2 separate regions of the Mus musculus genome follow, and region 2 is linked to region 1. A link is a contact called in public HiChIP or PLAC-seq data. All regions are on one chromosome and are shown on one strand. Each heading gives the region's core, a stretch centred on a gene start, on an enhancer-like site or on the middle of the called end of the contact. The rest is flanking DNA. Distances are from core to core; before and after follow the strand shown.

The links. HiChIP or PLAC-seq counts read pairs in DNA pulled down with a chosen protein or histone mark.
Region 2: a contact with region 1 is called in an H3K4me3 HiChIP or PLAC-seq map of embryonic hindbrain, with 4 times the contacts expected there. The contact joins the enhancer-like site here to the promoter of 1700025G04Rik in region 1. A contact is called at or near these places in 3 of 39 promoter capture datasets (3T3-L1-derived adipocytes, cranial neural crest and hippocampal neurons), 5 of 484 Hi-C or Micro-C datasets (the HL-1 cell line, myocytes, nephron progenitors and 2 more), 12 of 115 datasets of contacts at active chromatin or transcription factors (bone marrow-derived macrophages, differentiating embryonic stem cells, embryonic forebrain and 9 more) and 1 of 9 other capture datasets (liver).

What each region holds. Positions count from the first base shown.
Region 1 is chr1:152,088,401-152,091,789 of GRCm38.p6, forward strand. It overlaps 1700025G04Rik (RIKEN cDNA 1700025G04 gene), which reads right to left and starts at 1,920. Exons shown (of 6, transcript NM_197990.3): 1 at 1,532-1,920.
Region 2 is chr1:152,259,657-152,262,934 of GRCm38.p6, forward strand. The region is part of intron 3 of Gm36920 (a long non-coding RNA gene); the gene reads right to left. Among named protein-coding and RNA genes, the nearest start is that of Gm36920, 29 kb to the right of the region's middle. Within about 2 kb of position 2,020, at least 10 of the 459 cell types and tissues checked have an H3K27ac peak or open chromatin away from gene starts, as enhancers often do.

The sequences.
Region 1 (3,389 bases), core at 670-3,169:
AACACTGCACATACTCAGTTAACCATATAACTCTGCTCCATAAGTACAAAGGTGGGGGTGGGGGTGTAGAAACCCCCAAACTCTGCATCTTGGACTTAACAGACCCTTCTTAAATATCACCTAATCTTCCTTCCCCCCCCCCCATCGGAACTGAAGTAGTCCAGGCCCACCCATGTTTGCTTCCTCCTGGTACATCCCAGTTCCACCAAACTCAAAGGTTATTCTCATTAGGTAGAATGTGAACAGCATCGCCTTGAATTGGAAGGTGTTTCTTATAACCGTTTGTGTAATGAGCTTGTCAGCTCCTCACACGTCTAAAAGAGAAATTAAAAAAAAAAAAAAGTTCAGGGGATCTGTGGCCAAGCGGCCCCCTCCCAATGTCTGAGTCAGAGGAGCTTCACAGAGGAGCTTCACTGAGGTTCTGGTTGGTCAGGGTGTATCACTTTCAGAGCTGCAGAGCAACTGAACTTATGGCTGTCTTCCAGCCACACAGAGCATAAGCTCTATTTTAAAACACTCTTCCGAACTCACAGGCGATGAAGGTATCTCCTAGGTTGTCAGCTTCCGACTGGAAACAAATCACTTCCCTCTCAAACTGTGCTTGCTCCCTCAAGATTACTGCGTGTTTGGGTGTGTATATTTTTATCTTGGGCCAAGCAACTCCACAGGCAAAGATAGGCACCCCCCAAATGTTATCAACATGCCTGAGCCATTCAGAGCCTTCGCAAGAGGAATGAATGGGCGATGAAAGCTCTTCGGCCTAAGGACTTCTCCCACACACACATGACAGAGGGGTATAAAAAATATCTCTCTCTGGAGGGAGGGGGCAGGGCGGATGATAGGGAAGGACATTAAGCAGCAAAGGCAGCCCAGCCGCCGCGGCACTTCTCGAACTGCCTGCAGAGGTGGAAAGGAATCTGCTCATGTAATACAACCAAGCACCCTCCGGCTGCCGCGCAAGGGCACGAATAATAAATACACCCAGGAAGACAAGCAGATGTACAGAAAACAAGCCACCCCAAAAAGGTCAAAACTTCAGAAATCTCGGGGATCATATCCCCCACACAAACGCATCCATCAGTGGGAACGAGGGAAGGGACTTGGAGACTTAGCCAAAGATTCTAAATTTGGGTGTCTTTTTTTTTCCTTCCCAGCTCCTGCTTGCAAAGTAACAGTGGCTACAGGCAAAGCTAGAGAAGAGCAGGAAGGCTGAGGGCGGCGCGGGGTGCGGGTGGGAAGGGAGGGGTGTCTCACACCAGCCACCCAGGCCTCGATGTGACGAAAGTCGTCAGCAGCCCTAACCGCATCCCAACCCCTCCACCCTGCAAGCAGACGCCCCCCTCCAACTCCCCCAGCCTGGCTCCGGTCCCTTGCAGCGAGCAGCCCCAGCAGCCCCGCAGCGGCAGCCCCAGCCAGAGAAGAGCGCCGGCAGCACCGGGATCGCGGCTCCCATCCCTTCGGCAGACACCCCGCAGGCCTCCCTCCTCGCCCACCCGGGATGCCCAGCGCGCCGGAGGTGGCCCCCGCTTACCTTGGGCGCTCGCGGGGGGGGGCTGAAGGTGGCAAGCCCCCCGCCCCCCGCCCCTGGCCTCCTCGCCTCTTCTCTTCCTCCCTCCTCCACGTCCTCCTCTTCCTCCTCCCTACAGTGTGGCCGGGGCTCCCCCTCCTCCCCGCCGCCTGGAGTAAAAGCCGAAAACCCCGGAGCCGGGCCCGCGTGCGTGCGTGCGGGAAGGCGGCGCGCGGCCAGCTCTCTCCAGTCACTGAGCGCGGCGCGCGGCTCGCGGCAACTAAAGTGTGAAAGAAGCGGTGGCCGCGGCGGCCGCGCCACGGAACGGCCCCCCGGGAGTGGGCAGGGAGCGAGCGGGAGCTGGCAGACTCGGAGCGAGGAGGGAGGGGACCTCCGCGCCCAGGCGCTCACTCGAGGGGCGGGGGCAGCCAGACACTCCCCCGCCGCCCGTCCCCTCCCCTGCCCGGCTCCCGCGCGCGGCCCGCTCTCCTCCCCCGGGGCGGGGCCTGCGGAGGCCGCCGGGCGCGGCGCTCGGGGAAGAGGGGCTGGGCAGCCAGGGCTGCGGGGAGGGAGAAGGGTGGGCTCGCTTGTGTCTGTCTGTCGGCCTGTGTGTGCGTGCGTGCGTGCGTGTGTGTGCTGTAGGGAAAAGAGGAGCGAGCTTAGTGTGTGCATGCACACGCGTGCTGCAGGGAGGGCGAGTTGTGTGTGTGCGTGTGTGTGTGTGTGTGTGTGTGTGTGTGTGGTGTGTGCTCTGCAGGAAGGGCGGACTGTGGGTCTGTGTGGCGGGTGTGTGTGGTGTGTGTGTGTGTGATTTCGCGCGCACCCGTGCAAACTGGAGGACAGACCCAGATAGGAAGGCTGTATCCTGCCTGGCCTTCCAGGGACCTGTCACTTGGTTGATGGTGTGGGTGCCGACAGAGGCTTCACTAGGATTGAGGCAGGAACCGGGAGAGGAGAAGTCTGTCAGGCAGATCGACAGCTCTGGGACGCACAGAGGGGTTGTGGCTGCTTGGAGCTAACTCGGGAAGGCTGCACAGCCTCGCCCTACCCCTCCCTGGCCGCCGGGAAGAGCCAGCCGCAGCCAAGGCCGGGAGACCCACCTCTGAGCGTCTCCACCTTGTCTCCCAGCTGCAGCGCCTGCAAGATGAAAGAAGGAAGACGCTTCTGCGACTTAGAAAAAGCTGAAACCTGCCGAGGAAAGATGCGGATGCCCTGCTCTGCTTTCCCCACCCTCCCAAGCCTCTGTGGACAGAAGGGGCGAGGCCGCGCCAGCTGAGAGATTGATAAAGGACCTAAAAAGATCGTCCCTGGCCAGAGGGCCAGTTCTTTGTGGACCCCCACAGGGCAACCAGTTTCCTTCACTTTAGGAAGGCATATTTTTTTCCTCATCCCAGGCATACTGGGCCTTTCGTGTGCACACTGAATTGATCTTTCTACACTGATAGCCTTTGCGGCTCTTTTGTGCCTCTTCTGCGCGCTTCACTGCTCCTTCATTGCCTTAGACTCCTGAGGAATGCCAGGCCCCCAGAGCGAGGACACCCATGGAAACAATGGTGGTAAAAGATCCTCCCCAGACCTCACCGATTACACACACACACAGCAGAATCACTTCCCACATTCAGCCAGGATGAAGTTGGAAGACAGAAAAAGACACAGCTGTGACAGTAATATGACACTTAATTGAAAAGCAAATTCATAAGTTGGCTTAATGAAATAAGCTAAAAACCCACCCATTAAGTGTCTGGAAAGTTGGCCTCTTCATTTTTAAATTCAATTCTTTTTGTTGCTGTTGTTGGTTTTTGTTTTGTTTTGTTTGTTTTCGAGACAGGGTTTCTCTGTATAACCCTGGCTGTCCTGGAACTCACTCTGGAGACCAGGTTGG
Region 2 (3,278 bases), core at 770-3,269, 170 kb after region 1:
GGAGAAAGAGTAAGGCTTGGTGGAGAAAAGTGTTCAAAGACAGGGCAAGCACTCGAAGGCTTAGATAAGAAACCTATCACAAAACGGAGCCCCTGTTCCCATACACTCCCCTTTAAGAGGGCTACGAGTCCTCCTTTGAATCTTAGGGGGCCTGAGGGTTGCTTTCTCAGAAGAACACAGCAGAAATAATGCTGAGCCAGGCTTCCCATACAGACTTAAAAGGCCAGTGCATTCATTCCACTTCGTGTCTCTTGGAATATTTACTTTTAGCGCAGCAACTGTGCTAAGCCCCTGGAGGCCTATAAAGAGGCAAACAGAGAGAAACCAAGACCCTTGCTCCCTAAAATCCTGGGCAAACTTTCTGCTTGTCTCCACTGCAGTGCCAGTCAAGTGGACAAGCAGACTTGGAAGTGAGTTCTCGCTTCAGACCTCCACCAGCATCACACAGAGCCAAGGTGCATGCTGTCTCTGCAGGAGCCCTGTCCAAATGAAATGTTGCTTTCATCTGAAGTCACTAAGTTTTGCATCAAGAATCTTAAGTCAATAAATACCTGAAACATGGCAGCAAGGAAGAGGACAGACTCAGTGTGGCTCCCGGACCTGATTTAGTCATCGGAGGGAAATTCCTTTCTTGACAATCAGAGATGTAGATAGACAGAGGCAGTGAACTCAGCACAGGACCTACTGAGTTGGTGGTCTTTTCCGTGCAGATAGCTTTTGCTATGGGACGTGCTGGGAGAGAACGCAGAGAGGCGAGGAGGCAGAGATGACAGGATACAATGTAAGTGATTATTCATGGAGAGAGAATGCAGGGCCATGGATTCCCCCAAAACAAATATGTGTGGGGAATACACACAGAAAAGAGAGAAGAGGGTGAGCAATCTGGAAAGGGCAGAGGGAAAGATCATGAAGAATAAAAAGAAGTCAGCTCAGGAGAGTGAGGAAGAGCTGGTTTGGGTTAATTTGACTGATTTTTTGTTACTGGTGTGCTTGTTTGTTTTGTGTACCCATGCTGAGCCCATTTCCCCACCTCTGACAAGTGCGACGGTGTGCATACAGTGGCCAGAGGGCAACTTGAAGGACTTGGTTCTGCTGATCTATCATGTGGTTCCCAGAGATGGAACTCAAGTCAGGTTTGGTGGCAAGTGCCTTTACCTGCTGAGCTACCGCTCTGGTTTCTGTTCATTTGTTCATTTGTTTGCTTGGTCGTTTGTTTCACAAGGTTGGCCTTGAACTCACGGAGATCTGTCTGTCTCTACCTCCCAAGTGCTGAGACTAAAGGTGTGCACCACCACTGCCTGGCTTTACCTCTGTTCTTGATGAGTACCATTTCTAACCACAAAGAAGAGGCTGCAGGAAACAGCCCATGTGGGGATGGAGAGATGGCTCAGCGGTTAAGAGCAATGACTGCTCTTCCAGAGATCCTGAATTCAGTTACCAGAAACCATGATGGCTCACAACCATCTGTCATGAAATCTGATGCCCTCTTCTGGTATGTCTGAGAGCAGCAGTGGTGTACTGACATACACAGGATAAATAGAATCTTGAGGGGGAGAGGCAGGGGAGGGAGAGGGGGAGGGGGGAAAGGGAGAGGGAGAGTGAGATAGAGAGACAGAGAGAGACAGAGAGAGACAGAGACAGAGACAGAGACAGAGAGAGAGAAAATTCACTCACATCAATGCCTGACACTAGACTTTGCCAAGAGGGAGGTTTCTGTCAGACAAGCCCTGCTTCCTTGAGATTGGCTTTGAGTTTACAGGGGAAAGCGAGATCAGGTCAGACCAGCTGACCAGACACCTCCCTCTAGCTTTTTCAGACCTTGCTACAAGCCTGTCAGGAGCCCAGGGAGTCTACCACCGGTTATGTTTTGGGGAAAAGGACAACAAATCAAAAGGAGAGCTGGCATTGTGCCTCTGGGACCCTCTGCAGAGCCCTCTGCTGTCCTCTCTAAGCTGTGCATCTCTCCAGAGGCGGGAATGGTGGGTGGCTGGTTGAGGTTGTGGATCAGTGACTGTGAGGAGCAGATGGCAACGTGGGGAGTTAATAAATCACAAGGCACTCTGGATGGACAGGCACTCTCCACCCTGGACAGTGGCTGCTCAGCTCTGCTCAAACGCAACCTCCCTTCCTGGCATAGCTCAGAGCTGTCTGTGCTCAGTGCAGCTTTAGACCCTGGTCTCTAAATTCAGTATATACAGAGGTAAGGCACATGTGTGGCAGTTCCTGTGTTAGTAGTAACCAACCAGGTGAGGATGTACAACAGAGAGACTGAGAGAAATTCAAATCAAGAGACTTGGCTTCTACTTGCCATTCTTCTGATGTCTGACTGGGGCATTGGACAAGGAGTTTGGCTTCTTGGAATAATGGTTTTCTATTTCTAAAAATGAAAGGGTTAACGATTGGATTCCTTGAATTTTTCTATTTTATTTATTCCTATTCCGTGTTTATCAATATGTGAGTCTATGTGTGTGCCTGTGTATATCTGTGTGGTGTGTCTGTCAGTCTATCTTCGTGTGTGTGTGTGTGTGTGTGTGTGTGTGTGTGTGTGTATATCTGTCTATGTTGTATGTCTGTCAGTCTATCTTTGTGTGTGTATCTGTCTATCTGTGTGGTGTGTCTGACAACCTGCCTTTGTGTGTGTATCCAAGTCTGTGTGGTATGTCTGTCAGTCTATCTTTGTATGTGTATCTGTCTGTGTTGTATGTCTGACAGTCATTCTTTGTGTGTGTCTGTGTGATATGTCTGTCAGTCTGTTGTGTGTGTGTATCTGTCTGTGTTCTGAGTCTGACAGTCTTTGTGTGTGTTGTGTGTGTCTGTGTTGTGTGCACGTCAGTCAGTCTTTGGGTGTATATACATGCATGCTCTGATGTCTTTTTTTGTGCTGTTTTATTTCTGAAAAGCACTGAAAAGCCCCTTCCATGTCTATAGATAAAAAAAAAATCACTTAACTTGTTTAAAAAAGAAAATAAAAAATATATGCATACGCAATCATTACTTTGGAAACAGTACAGAAATTGCAGGCAGGAGTCTACCACACAATACTTTTGGTGCCTTTAAAGAAAGATCTATTTATGATTTAAAATGCAGATACAGGGACAAAGAGACAGTTCAATGATGACACACATGCTGCTCTTGCTGAGGACACAAGTTGGCTCCCAGAACCCACAATGGTGTCTCACAAACTCACATAATTCCAACTCTGGGCATCTGATACCTCTTTTGGACTCCAAGGTCATCTGCAGACACATACAGATTACACACACACTCACACATACATA